Regions from separate parts of the Hordeum vulgare genome. Here region 1 is linked to region 2. A link is a contact called in public Hi-C data. All regions are on one chromosome and are shown on one strand. Each heading gives the region's core, a stretch centred on a gene start, on an enhancer-like site or on the middle of the called end of the contact. The rest is flanking DNA. Distances are from core to core; before and after follow the strand shown. Region 1 holds the start of LOC123402478. Region 2 has its middle 33 kb from the start of LOC123402189.

Region 1 (6,779 bases), core at 3,775-6,274, 120 kb after region 2:
GTGCTCCTGGAACGCTTGGAGAGGAACGAGGTGCACGACAACGACGGCGATGAGCTCCTCATGGATCGTCCATTGCGGAGGAGGAAGAGCTCGGCCCGCCTATCGCCGATCTGGGGAGAGGGAGGAGGAAGAGGAAGGAGGTGGCGGTGCTGCGAGGGAACCCTAGCCCACTGCCCGTACGCCAAGGGTTAAATAGAGGGGCGAGGGAGGCCACCTCGACGTCCGTGAGCACGGCGTCGCTCTCTGTCTTGCACTCTGACGAAACTGACGGAAAGGAGAGGGGAAGAAGAAGACGCCATCAACAGGGAAGGGCTGCCGCGCGAGGGGTTAGTTGGGCCAGCCAGGGGGAGGAATCCCACTCAGAGGCTCCTCGTAAGAAAAAGAAAAACCAACTGGGATTTTTCTATTTAAAAACAAAACAGAGATAAAATAAAACACACATGACACACTGATGATGCTAAAATAAAACAAAAATGCCCCTGGTCATAAGGGAATTATGACCTATTTAAATAAAATGAAAAAGGAATTTTTGGAACATTTAAATATTTACAAAACAGAATTTGAATAACCTGTTTTTGTGAATATTTACCTCACTTAAACAAAGTTTAAAACCACAATAAACCTAGCACCATATCCACCACAAAATACTCTAAAAGATCTACACATTTGAACCAAGGTTGGAGCAAGTCAAACTTGAGCTTGAGAAAAAAATAGAGAGGGAGGGTTTTGAAACCTAGTTGAAAAACTACCATAGATGCACCCCACTTTCAAATGCACCACTTCATCACATCACATATCATCATCACATATCACATCCATGGAACCACAACAACAATAAACACAAGAAGGCATGAATGGAATGAATGCATGAATGCAAAGGGGAGACAAAGTAACATCACATGAAATAACACATGCATATATCTCACATGGCAATGACATCATGGACCCACATACAAGAAGGTTCCAAATATGGCAAGTTACACTCTGGGGCATTACAATCACCACCATCACCCAAGAAGGAAACTTGAGTACATGGGTATGGGCACCACCCCTAGCTTGTTCCAAGCTTAGGGGAGGTGCCCCGATATTGTATCACCATAACTTTTACATCATCATCTATATTAGTTTTATCCTTAGCTATTTCGTGACTTAGAAGAATGAAAGTTTAGCATTTTTTTCTTAGAGTGTTCGCTTTATGATCTATCTATCCATGTAACCGAGTGTGAGAGTTATATAATAACGATTAGTTGGAAATTGTTTGCTTTACTCTCATGCATCAATCATAGCAATGAAATAGAAAGAAATAAAAAGATCATGTGTTGATCCCATGGGAGTAATGACTTACGCATGCCGGATCATCGATCTCCTACGATCTACGCATGCAGTCCATAGAGAGTGTGTGCTTTAGATCGTTGTTCGACGGACCATGCATAGGACGGTTCTAGGGACTTCAGAAACGATCTACACCAACTCTTCTCCGGCCGCAACTCAAAGTTGGTACTGGCCCTATCTAACCTTGTATGCACCTCCATAGTGATCTTTCTTGATCCATAGGGTGGATAATTTTTTGCTTTTCTTCTATGTTTCCCAACATTAGTGTCGCCCTAGCACCGCGAAAAATAGGAGAAAAAGAGCCCCCCCCCGGTGGGTAGTGGTCCAACACTCTGTCTTGGCCTGGGAGTAGTCATCAACAATATTGCTCCTACAAAGGAGTGGTACTACTGTTGTCTAATCCAGTACTATCGGGTAGTAAAAATCTAGAAGCTCGAGAAAAAGATGATGAACGCCTAGAGAGTTAGGAAGGTGATGTGGGTGCAATATTATTTGTTTACATGAATGATTCCCTCATACCTTTTCAAGCATATATCCTATTAACAATATGATTTTTCTATGACTGAAAAGAAATGAAAACATTGGAACACATTCTTTCCACTTTTCCTTTTACATGGGACCTAACCGTCTTGTACCACTTTTGATTATGCATGTATTGCACAAGCACACGGCCGCAAATTGTGTTGTCATCTACCAAATTCACTTAGGGAGGGAAATTCCCTTTCATAAATGTTATCAAAGTTTGGCTTAGTTTTTCTTCACAAATAGGTGACATACTCTACTCATTGGACGATATGTTCTTTCACGCTCTAATTGTTTAATGTGAAGCTAAATGTGGACTGTTTTACTCATGTCATTAACTCATGCGAACACAATTTATGAGGATTGTTTTTCTACCTATAAAGATTGGAGTTGGCGGTGAGTTCACATATGGGGCCAACATCCTTTCCAAATAAACAATTACACGTATCCCCACATGTAAAACTAGCAACCTCTCAAGAGACATATAAACTAATGTACTTTAGTCACATATGGGATCTATCATAAATAAAAACACACATCCCCACATATGGAACTAACAACCTTCTAAGAGGCATATAAACAAATATACCTTACTCACATGTGAGACATGTCATAAATAAACAAATGCAGTACTTTCATATGAGACCAGCCCTTTTTGTAAAAGGCACAAATAACAGACATAATGTGACTTCAGCTCAAAATCGATCTTGGTTAGTTCTCTTCCCAATCTACTATGGTCATATAAAATTCTTTGATGTTGCATGTCTCTCACTGTATTATTGCTATCTTTTCTAATCATAAATCACGCAATGGTCATAAAAGGATGCCAACGTTATTTCACCACCTCAAAGCAAATGGTTCCGTGGCAACGCACGAGCATCGTGCTAGTAAATACTAATTGAAGTAGTGTCCTAGCATGAGGGACAAACTAGCTCGTGTAAATGACTCGAGGGAATGGTTTATAACCAACTTACCCTACCTCTGTTTGGGTGATAATTCCATTGTGTTTTTTAGGTGTCTCACTTGTGAAAAATTCTTAGTAACTTCATGTGGGTGGGGGGATCATGATGTTCCGAACAACTTTTTCTTGAAATAAAATTAAGATTTATTCATTAGAAATAACCATTACATCGTTCATGAGAATTGGTAAAATATCATTACTACGCTCCTCGAACCATTCTGAAATGAAATAAAATTTAGCTAAATTGGCAAGTTCATGAGCTACTTTATTTGATTTTCTATTAAAATGCTCGAGACAACTATGTGGTGTTGTTGTTAATGTAGGGCTTACTGAAGGAGAAATAGGCTAGAGGTTGATTACGTAAAAATCATGTGTTAAGTCATTATTTGCAATGGATGTGTGTACCACTTTAATGGCTTGTCATTATTATATTAGAAAAGGTACTAGGAATGATGTGTTTCCTTTTATATCAATTCATCAAACATATTTAGGGGAAAACCTATATGTAGCTCAGTGCATTGATCAGTTTATTGGAAGTTCAATCTATAATCAAGAGAATGAGTAACTTGTACAATGTAATATTATGAATAAACCTAGAAATTGACAAGAACATTGTAAATTCTATGTGATGCAACAATAGAAAAGGCATGAGTACTTTTCTATATGAGAAATAATATTGAATCCACCAACCTTTGATTGAACACTTCAAGTGCTAGTAGAGTTCTCGAAGCATCCAATTTGCAATCAATCCTTGATTAGGTTCCAAAGGCTAAGGGAGAAATGACACTTGAAGATGAGGCGGTCAACTAATTCGTGCTCGTGCTTGCATACATGGCAGAGGCCATAATTTGATCATCCCCTTTTGGCCAATCTACCTGTCCTCCATATCCCGACCTCCAAAACATTATGAAGCATGCTTTATATAACATTGCGGACACTGGCGGAGCGTTGGCATGACCAAGGAGGATCACGACTCATCGTTTCATGAGAAATATTATTAATGATAAGCTTGCCCTAATGCTAATCTTATGGCTTCTGTAATCTCCCTAACTCTCTTTGCCACGCCTCCCCCCTTCGAAGGTTGCTTCAATACCATAACGTTATCTGCCTTTGGGTCTGTAACATGTGGGACAGCCAACTGTTGGTCTCACATGTCATGCATCCAGATGCACCTGCCCTAAGACAGTGGAGCTCAATCCCCCCTCTCCCTCCCCCCTTATTTTGGTTCAAGCCCCGCCATTGGTTATGGAGGCTGCCAAATAATGACTCCGTAGAAGTTTTTCTTGTGTGATTTTTGAGCTAACTTTCACATAGTTTATATTTTATTTTAGGGAAGCTTAAAACATCTACAGCCAGACATTACAAATATGACCCCCCTAAACGTCAGCGGACGCGTCCTGTCAGTGACTGGGCGTGTCTCCTATTTGTTCGTCCGCGCAGTCATACTCTTTATTTTCTTCCTCATATGTCACGTCACTTGCACGTGATTGGTGAAGAGGAAGAGAGAGAAAGAAAAGAATGAATAAAAAAAGAAAAATATGGTCTAGCATGAGGTCGTGTCTTATGTGATGGATTGACTAGACACCCGGACGCGTCCGCAAGCCCTCATATCCTCTCCATATTTAAGATGAATATGAGGATTGGCGAACAGCTCGAACATATAAAAACAATATGAGAGGTCCAACCACTAACCAGACGCGTCTGCGAACATATAAGAGGGTCGGTTGTAGTACGATGGCTACTCCATGGCTTGGTGTGGCCCATTGCTGGTCGATAGGTCGATCTTATCCAAACATGCACGCTCGACCCAGGTCCCATGTGTTTTCGTTCTTTTACTTTTGAGGTGGGGCGGTCAATAGCAGTCCTTTCTCAAATCCTCTCTACATCCAAGACTAAAGTAAATCCTGATCATCAATTCAATCCACAAAGAAGAATCGACAACCACGATCGAATGGATACTTGAACGGATAGATACACAACCAATTCGCCGTGATCGGCTTCGAGCCTGGAGCTGCGGCCACAAGGAATCCATGCTGCTATTTCGCCTGAACACGAAGATAGACCAACCCTGGTCTGCATAATTAAGCGTTCCACCTAATCGTATGCAACTAACACCAAAAGATAGACACTCTCAATCAACCATCAATCAGAAAGATAAAAAAGCACCAAAAAGATAGACAGCTATGTGACCCGAAAAAACCCTGTCACGTGCAGATACAGGTACAGGTACAGCCAGCAGTGCAATTATCCTGCTGCCTATGAGCGAAATCAATTCCTTAATTCCACACACACAGAAAGAGAAATCAATTCCTTAGTTCCACACACACAGAAAGAGAAATCAATTTCTTAATCAACAGTACAGTGCCAGAGGCCATGCAGCTGCAAGCAAAACCTGGTGCCGGCGAAATCCGCAGGCCGTTCGCAGCGCAAATGGCATGTCGAGGACCCGGCACGCAGTTGGAACCGCTTCGCACGACCGTCAGCAGCAAGATCTCGTTCGCGGCCGCCCGACCCGGATGTGTCCCGGCCCAGCCAGCTTCGTCCCTCCGTGTGTGTCCGCGCTGTCGTTCCGATCCATTCCGATTTCCCTTTCCCTGCGCACTTCATCAAAGCAAAAAAAGAACAGACAGTCCGATATTTCCTTCCGGATAACAAAGGATAGAGTGAACCTCATTGTGACTAATAACGCACTATTACCGATCGCCGTCAGGATTCAGAAACAACCGCGAAGCCATACATACATACATTCATAGATGCAAAAACACGGGCTGAAGCTGAACGTTTCTCCGACTCTACGGATGTATAGAGATAATAATAACGACAGAAGATGCACAGCATGTTGATCGGGCCTGGTAGTCGTACTAGGAAGGACCGTGTCATGTTTATCGCTAGTCAAGTGGACAGTAAAGACGAATACTACTAATCTTTTTTTTTAAGAACTAGACGAGTAATCTGAAGGAAAAGCAAGCGTGTCAGCCGGTCTCTCACACGGATAATAACGTTGGAACCAAGAATTCTCCAAAAAAAACAAAAAAAAACGTTGGAAGCAATAGATATCAGGGCCCCGCGGTTTCCGGCCCACGTCAGCCAGCCGCGCCTACCGTTGACTCCACCATCCCACCCACGGCCCGCCCGCGGGCGGCGCCCAATAAAAAGCCCGCACGCCACAGCGCAACTGCACAAGAGACCAAAGAAACGCACAGCCGCAAAGAAACCCAACGACAGGTTCGGCTCGGCGGCGCGGGGGTTTCATCTCCATCCATCCACGATCCACACCCGCGGCGAGGCGATGGACGCCGACCACGACCACGGCGGCGGCGCGGCCGACGAGGCGGAGGCGGCCTTCTTCGCGCGCCGGGGCAGCCGGTGCTGCTGCTTCCCCTGCTGGCCCTCCTCCTCCTCGTCCTCCGCCCTCTCCCACCAGCGCGTCGGCGGGGCGGGTGCGGGTGCGGGTGCGGCGACGCTGGGGGCGGAGGAGGAGCACTGGTGGCAGGGCGCGGTGGACGCCATGCTCAAGGTGCGGGAGTGGTCGGAGCTGGCGGCGGGGCCGCGCTGGAAGACCTTCATCCGGCGCTTCGGCCGCGGGCCCGGCCCGCGCCCGCACCACGCCTTCGGCGGCCGCAAGCTCAACTACGACGCGCTCAGCTACGCGCTCAACTTCGACGAGGGCCACGGCGCCACCCCCGACCCCGGCGACCACGCCGGCGGCTACCGCGACTTCTCCTCCCGCTTCGCCGCCCCGCCCTCCTCCGCCAAGTCCTCCATGGACCTCGGCGGCCGCGACGCGCCGCCGCTCTTCCGCCCGCCTCCCGCCGACGCCTGACCGCTCCTCCGCCCCCCTTCCTCCCCGATCGCGCCACAGGAAAAGGAAAGGTATAATCGCTCGACGACGATGGTGGTCAAACTCTCAAAGCGTGGCAAAAAGATGGCGGCCTTTTCTCGGATGGTTCGGTTCCATGGGGAC
Region 2 (7,462 bases), core at 1,729-4,228:
GAGGAACACCGGAAGCAAGCGCTGAAAGAGGATGGGCATATGGCCTCTGAATTCTGATCTAGTCTGCACATAAAACAACGTCGGTATCATGCCGATACTGCTGCTGCTTCCCACGTTCACCGTCGTCTACACTTCTACCGCAGTGCATGCATGCATGCAATAGCAACCGACCCATGCACGCACGCACGCTTCTCACCCTGTCAGCCAGCCATTACTACTCGAGCAGTCGAGCCACCGGCGAACAGCGAGAGGCCGGGGAGGAAATCAAATCCTTCGACCGCAGCGGCGTTTCTGTTCCTCTCATGGTGAAAGAGATGAGCGCCGGCCGTGCATGAGGTGCATCGCTGGCGACATGAGCTAGATGCTGGCGAAATTTGCGGGGCCATGTGATGGATGGTACGCCTCCGTCTCCGTCTCCGTCGTAAATGTGCATGCCCCCCCGACAGCATCTTTTACGCTGTACAGCGCGTACCGGGCCGGACGGCGACGGGTTTCTCGCCTGAGCTTTCCTGGAAGAGGGCCGCGCTCGGCTTGATCGATCACCACGTCGCCGTCCGGCATATGCGTCCATGCAGCCCGATGAATGCCCCGAAAGCGATCGTCGAGCGCTCTCGGCCAGGCGTACGTACCGTCGCGCTCGGTGCCGCATCGTCAGCGCCACCCTCACTCGGACACCACCGCACGCATGGCGTAAATGCATAATAGGAGTACCACACTCCATCACCTGATCACCTCTGCCGAGCTCTGGACGTACCTCGTAAGTTGACGGCAGTTGTAATCCTGATGGCTTTGTTAATTTAAAACCGGACTCGTACGAGTCTTCGTTTTACAAAAAATTAAAATAAAAAGGCACGAACGTACTACTCTACCACGAGTGGACTGCAACGGGGCGGGTGTGCAGTTCTTCTCCTGGGGCCTTGGAGCGGTGCCCATGGCAGCGTCCGTCGATGGCCGGCCACCGGGCTGAGGCGAGGTCACCAGCCAGCTTGAACGAGGGCTCCGCCTCCGTGTTGTGTTGCAGTCGACGACGTGATCGCGGACAGGGACCGTGATCAACATCTGCACCGCAACAACCATGCCCAGACGACACCCAAACAGCTTCGACGGTCCGTCGGTTCCCATCGACAGCTCGCTAGCTAGCATCCAACCTCCCGACTACGATCATGCATGCATTCGGCACGCAGCCGGATCGAACAGAGCACCAACTTTCAATCCGTTCACGCTCGATACATACATCAGTACATATCCTTGACGCGATTCATCAGTACATATATCCATGGCCGCAGCCTGCATGCGTACGTACCGGTTGTTAAAAAACTGAAACAAGCGTGTGCGCGCGCGTGTGCATAAATTTACGGCTCGTGAAACAAGCATGGCGTACGTCATGGAGCACAGGAGCAGCATTCAGGGGCGGGCGACCAGCGCTCGCAAGTTGCGATTATCAATCAGCAGAATCAAACATGCAATATGCTGTGCGCGCGTGCGCGTGCAGTCTAGCTAGGGGAAGAAGACAATGCCCCGTCCCATGCGGGAACAGTCGGGGCCTGTAGCCGGACAGAAGCGGAGCCTGGCGAGTGCCATGGGTGGGTGCTCTCCACAACGGAGGCACGTCCACCAATTCCTTCCAAGCCTACTATTCTACATCTTCTATCTATCCACACTGATCCCTGAACTAGTTGGATATATATGTGCAGACAATGATGGAACCTGGAACAGTCGGGATATTGTTTCTTCGAGGCGCTAAAATATTCAGGCCGCGGGCACGGGCAGGCACAATGATGCTCGAGTATTCAGCAATAAGCAGCGAAATCAGACGACGTAAATTAAATTATGCTTCCTGTCGCTCACAAGTGCGCATCGGCGAGTGGAATGGACACTAAACCTTGGTGGCCAACCGAGAGCTATGGGTATCCTAGTATAAGTTTCTTGATTAAACCGCACATGTCTAGGAGAAAGGAGCGAGCTGCTCACCTCGTATTTAAGCATTTTTGGTAACGCATAGGTGCCCGTTTTGTCGGGCGGCTTTATTAATTAAGCTCATGGATCGTCATGGAGAAGCATCATGTGCTCCTGCAATGCATTATATGATGTCTTCATCGTCAGGTCGATGGTAACGTCAGCTGCTAGTAATTTACAATAAGCAATGAGAAGATCGTGTAGCGGCGATTTGACAATACGCGCGGCAAAGGATCACGCTTTCAGATGCAAAGTGGTAACAAAAATGAAGAGATTGCATGATGCGTCATCTTCCGGAGGATCGGTCGAGAGCGACGTGAGTGGGTTTTTTCACATCGATCGTCACTTCGTTAGTGCTAACTGCCTAGGCAATTATTTTGCTGGCTTATTGTGGAGGCGGTGTAGATTAAAAGGAACGAAGGGTGGAGGAAAAAGAAACCCCAACAAAGAAGTGGTCCATCCACTTAAATCGATCCCAAATGTGTTTTTGTTTGGAAGCTAGCAAATGGAGTGCTGCATTTTCCGATCGCGGGACCGATCTCTCATGGAAGGTCGGTCCAAACGAATGCAACCTTGCGCCTAAGGTCCTGCAAATGCGATGCTTCGATCGCAAGGTAGCCATCCATCTATTCCGGCAAAATGGATCGATTATCTTGACATGCATCTTTTTCCACGCAGAGATCGCGAACCCGCAACGCCGACAGGCTAGGGGGAAGCGCCATGTGCAATATGGTTTTTGGTGAGTTCATTGTGAAGCTTTGCAGGCTCGATTTGAAGCTATGCTGCAAGAATCCATTCGGTTTAATTCTTGACATAAACAGGAACGGGGCTGCCTGTAACAGTCTTGACAGGCATGGGAATGCTCTATCTCAAAAGGCAAAAAAATATTAGACACGCTGAAAGCTATGCACTGGAATGTTTCCACGAACAATTTGGCACCTTGCTTGCTAGCTTAGCTACGTTGTCATCCGTCGCCCATAACTCAGGACCTCTCTAGACATCTATACTGTAGAGTTCCAGATCCTCCGAAAGCCACGGCTCACCTAACGGAGGAGATGGGGCGCATCACATAAGAAATCATTCGATGATATACCACTTCGTGGATTTCATCATAGAGCAAAACCAATCAAGACATCACATGCTGAAATAGTCCGTTTATCACATGGAAATCGACACGAGCGGATGAAGGATTGATGATGGAAACATCCCTCTGCTGCAAATGCTTTCGATGGAAGATTCCTGCTCCCCCCTGCAAACGTTAGTGTAGTGTAAAAAATGCTCTCATATTGTACGACCGAGGGAGTAGAAGCTTAGATGGAGCGCCCGCCAGCGGGATCATCATCGAACAGCGAAACCTGTTGTTATAAGGGTGGGCTCCGGATTCTAGAAACTGCAGAGACAGTAAATTAATCTGTTCTCCTGATGCGTGTGTCGCCATCGTATTCGCAAAGAACGGCGCAAGTGTTGTGTATGATTCATCTTATCTTTCGCACTATGGAGTTAGGCAGTTAGCCTTGTGTGATTCAGAGCGATGGGGCGATCGGTCTAACAGCATTGGTTAGAAATGGCAATCAGAGCATTAAATTACGTTACAATCATTTGCTCATTGCTTGCACTCATGCATTAGGCCTTGAATGTGCCTGGTCCTTTTTTCCCTGATGACTCTCATCTGTAACTACCTTTGAGCAATGATTGATGAAAGTCTTAACTCATAACAATATTGGAAGGATTACATACTACTTCCTTCGTCCCAAATTAAATGTCTTAAGCTTAATACAATTTTATATTAGAGTTAGTACAAAGTTGAAACAGTTATTTCAAGACTGACTGACGGAGTAGTATACTACCACTCTTCAAAGCCGTCACACACAGGTCGCAACCTGCAACATGATCTTTACATGGTCTCTGCATGAGTTTGTCAGTTTTCACTTTTCAGAGAAGAAGCTCAGCCCAAGTGTAGTTGTTTTCAAAGAAGAACCGTCAATCTCGGCCGTCAGGTGTACTTTATAAATCGTTCTACAAATCACTCCATGCATTGCTAACTTGGCCTTTTCCAAGTGCGCGGCACAAGCGAATTCATTCTGAACGAACAAAGTAGCCAACGACGGAGTATTCAAATTTTAATTAAAAAAGGCGTGGTTATTGTACTTGAGATTATACATAACTGATAATCTATAAAAACTGCGATCATGGTCTCATGTAATCTGTAAAAACTGTGATTGCACCTTCCGATCTCCTCGGATGCGACAAGCTCGTTAGAGTCTCACCGGCCGATCCGCTCGTGACTCGTAAGAGCAACTCAAATACGTGCACTCTCAAAAAACAAAAACAATGTCGAAATAACGTCACTGGCTCTTTCAGGTGCTGTAAAATTTAATACGCTGCAGTAATGCTTCAACAGATATAGTAAAAAAATAACGCATGTATCTAAACATACACACAAATGCAAATACGAATATTAAAATATAAATACAAATAGTTAACCGATAAATATTAAAATTCAAATACAAACTATCAAACAAATTTAAATTCATAAAACATGCTAATAAAATAGAATACACCTAGACAAGCGGCGGAGAGATAGGGGGTCGAGTAGGGGCTAGACCCCCCATTGGTCGGCCCCCTCAAAGTTTTGTGGCATATGTTAGTCTATTATTTGCGGTCAGAAGACTAATTACCAGGCTTAATTAGTTCTTTAGACAAACCATGCTTAATTAGTGACTTAATGGTGCTCCACCCCGCTACAATCCCAATAGCCCATGGCTCATGGCAGTCGTGGCCTAAAGTTTGTTTTTTGCAAGACAGTACATAGCCTCGATCATATACGATCAATCGAAAAACCTAATCGACCTCTCCTCTTTACGCGTCGCTTCCTGCTGCTCTTGTCGCTGACGTCGTCGCTCATCATCATTCATGGACAAAAGAGATCAGACCTAGCAGTGACGAACTTGGTGGTGGACGTCCTAGCAATTAAGCCTCTAGATGGTGGTGGTGGTGGTGGCTTCTATTTCCGTGCTTCTCTATTATGGACTTTTGTTGCGTTGTTTCGACTTATATTTGTTGATTCAACTTATGTTGTGTTGATTTTACTTATGTTGCGACGGTAATACTTATCTTGTGGTAATAATGATGTGGATATGTTATATATATTATGTGTATATGTATTGTGATATATGTATATATATGTGTGTGTGTATGTATGTGTTTTGTATTTGAATTAAACACGAGAACAAAATTTTAAAAAAGGAGATATGCCTACGGCTATGATGTCGGCGTAGCCATGCGCCATGAAGCACCAGGAGTCGCCACGTGGTAGAGATACGTCGGCGTAGCCGTGTGCCGCAATAATTTTTTTTAGAAAAGAAGATATACCGACGGCTATGCCGTCGGCGTAGTCATGTGCCAGGAGACACCACAGACAGCCACATAACAGATCTACGCCGACAACCTCCCCGTCGACTCAGCTCTGGAGGTATGCCGACGACCACACCATCGGCATAGGTGTGCCATGCGTCTCGCTCTGGTTCGGAAGGCACCCGCCGACGGTGCCGTCATCTGCCATCATGTGGCAAAGGTTGCCGATGGTCTATCTGTGCCGACGGCTGTACAACGGCCGTCGGCGTAGGTGACTATGCCGACAGTATTGCTATGCCAACTAAACCGACGAGATACATCGATGTTTGCGATCCCAATGGGGCTATGGCTATAGTGGTCGTCAGCATACCCCTACGTCGACGCGATATAGACCTACACCGACAGCCGACGTCGGCATAGCTCTTCAGTCTCGTAGTGTGTGCTACTAGGTTGTCTTTGCAACAAGATCTCTTGGGTCGATAACGGTAAGTATTTTATGTAATGATGGCATCTAGTGTCTACAATCTTCCGTGAATACTATATAGTTACCATATTTTCTTTGATGAATTGATAAATCTCCACCCACCAACATATGACACAACTTATTAGTAATTTATAAATTTCATGTGTTTTTCTTTGGGTATTGTTATCGCTCAAATATGAAGAAGGAAACAACAACGGTAACTCCTTTGTACAAGCCAATTGATTCAATCACTCAGAATTATCAACTTGTTCAACCAGTATGGTGGTTGCAGCAAAAAACTTCTTATCGATAATGTTACATTATCTCTACTATTAAAGCAGGATCGAACGTCGTGATGGTTCGACCAGCGATGGTTCGACCTCCTATGACTAACTCCTCTCACCGATTTTTTTTCCAATCCTTCAATCCCTCCGAAAACCAACAAGAGAATCAACCGATACGTACGCGGTAAAAGAAAACTGGAATAGCCACGACCAACTCACCCACGAGGCCAGGACGCACGCCCCCAACTCCAACCCCCTCAAAATAAAAATAAAAACCCTCCAACCCCGTCCTGTTCTTTCTCCGTTGGAGTCGCCCCAACTCCTCCAAGGCTCAACCCCATCGATTCCAATCTCATCTCTCCCGAGAAACTTCATTGGATTCGGCCGTCACGACGAGGGGAGTTCAAGCCTGTGAGGTTTGGGGCTCGTTGGCCATGGGGAACAGTCACGTTAGTATGAGGCCACAGTGACTCAAGAGCGGGAAGGCGACGGAGGAAGAGGACCGGAAGGTGAAGTTGTATGAGGTGACGCGCTATGGGGAGCCGGAGCTGCGGAGCTTCGACGCGGCTTTGCGGCGGCGCGCAAGCCTCACCGTGTCGGCCGCGGCGGCCTGGTGCAGGTGCGGTCCATGTCCCTCCGCTCCCTCCGCAACGTCACCGGCTGCGTGGTAGAGATGAACTAGGAGGTGGTTCACGCCGTCCTCGCCAGCAAGCACGATGTGTGGGGCTGCGCCGACCTATTGGCGCTCGTCGAGGACTAATTCGACCCCAGCCTCCAAACCCTCGATTTCTTTGCTGTCCTCGACACGGCCATCCGCCACGCCCGGGACTCGCAGCTCGTCCTCCACTCGCGGTCCAAGTCCAGGACCCGTCGGTCCGGAACGCGCACGTTCTCAACGCGCCGCGCCGGTTCAAGGCCGACTCATTCACGGACGAGTTCTTCACCGCGTTCCAGGCGACCGGCAACACCTGGCCATGATGGACATGGCTGCGGCGGCAGAAGCGTCGGCTGGGTCGGCGCCTGCGGTCGGTCCGAGTCTGACGCCGCGTGACAGGCGTCGTCTTCGCGGCGATCCTCGTCTGCTTGGTGGTGGTCGTGGCTCGCCCTCTCGCTTTCTCTCCGTTGAGTCCCGCTCCGCCTTCGCCCTCCATCTACTTGCGTCTAAGATGTCTTCCACGGCCGGCAGCTTCTATGATTTGGGTTTGTAGCAGGCGTGAACCATGCGATGAGGGCGTGCGTCCTCATCACAGACGGCTACGGCAAGGACCGCGCGGCGGAGCGGATGGTGTACGAGAACACGTAGAAGCAAACTTGACGCCCTTTGCCTCCGTCAAGGACAGTGTAACAGGTGCGTAGATCTTTATCCTTTCCTTCGATGCCCTTGTTGTGTGACTGCCTGCATTCC

What was found. Hi-C and Micro-C count contacts between places; a contact is called where the count stands out from the background.
Region 1: a Hi-C map of seedling shows a contact between it and region 2, with 2.0 times the contacts expected there. The contact joins the promoter of LOC123402478 here to the enhancer-like site in region 2. A contact is called at or near these places in 2 of 6 Hi-C or Micro-C datasets (leaf and seedling).

The regions. Positions count from the first base shown.
Region 1 is chr6H:507,935,153-507,941,931 of MorexV3_pseudomolecules_assembly, forward strand. LOC123402478 reads left to right here and starts at 5,025. Exons shown (of 1, transcript XM_045096400.1): 1 at 5,025-6,779. The coding sequence starts at 6,105. The coding sequence ends at 6,638.
Region 2 is chr6H:507,819,468-507,826,929 of MorexV3_pseudomolecules_assembly, forward strand. No RefSeq gene overlaps it. Among protein-coding and RNA genes, the nearest start is that of LOC123402189, 33 kb to the left of the region's middle. Within about 2 kb of position 2,979, at least 2 of the 3 cell types and tissues checked have open chromatin away from gene starts, as enhancers often do. A contact at or near this core is called in seedling, where this site is marked.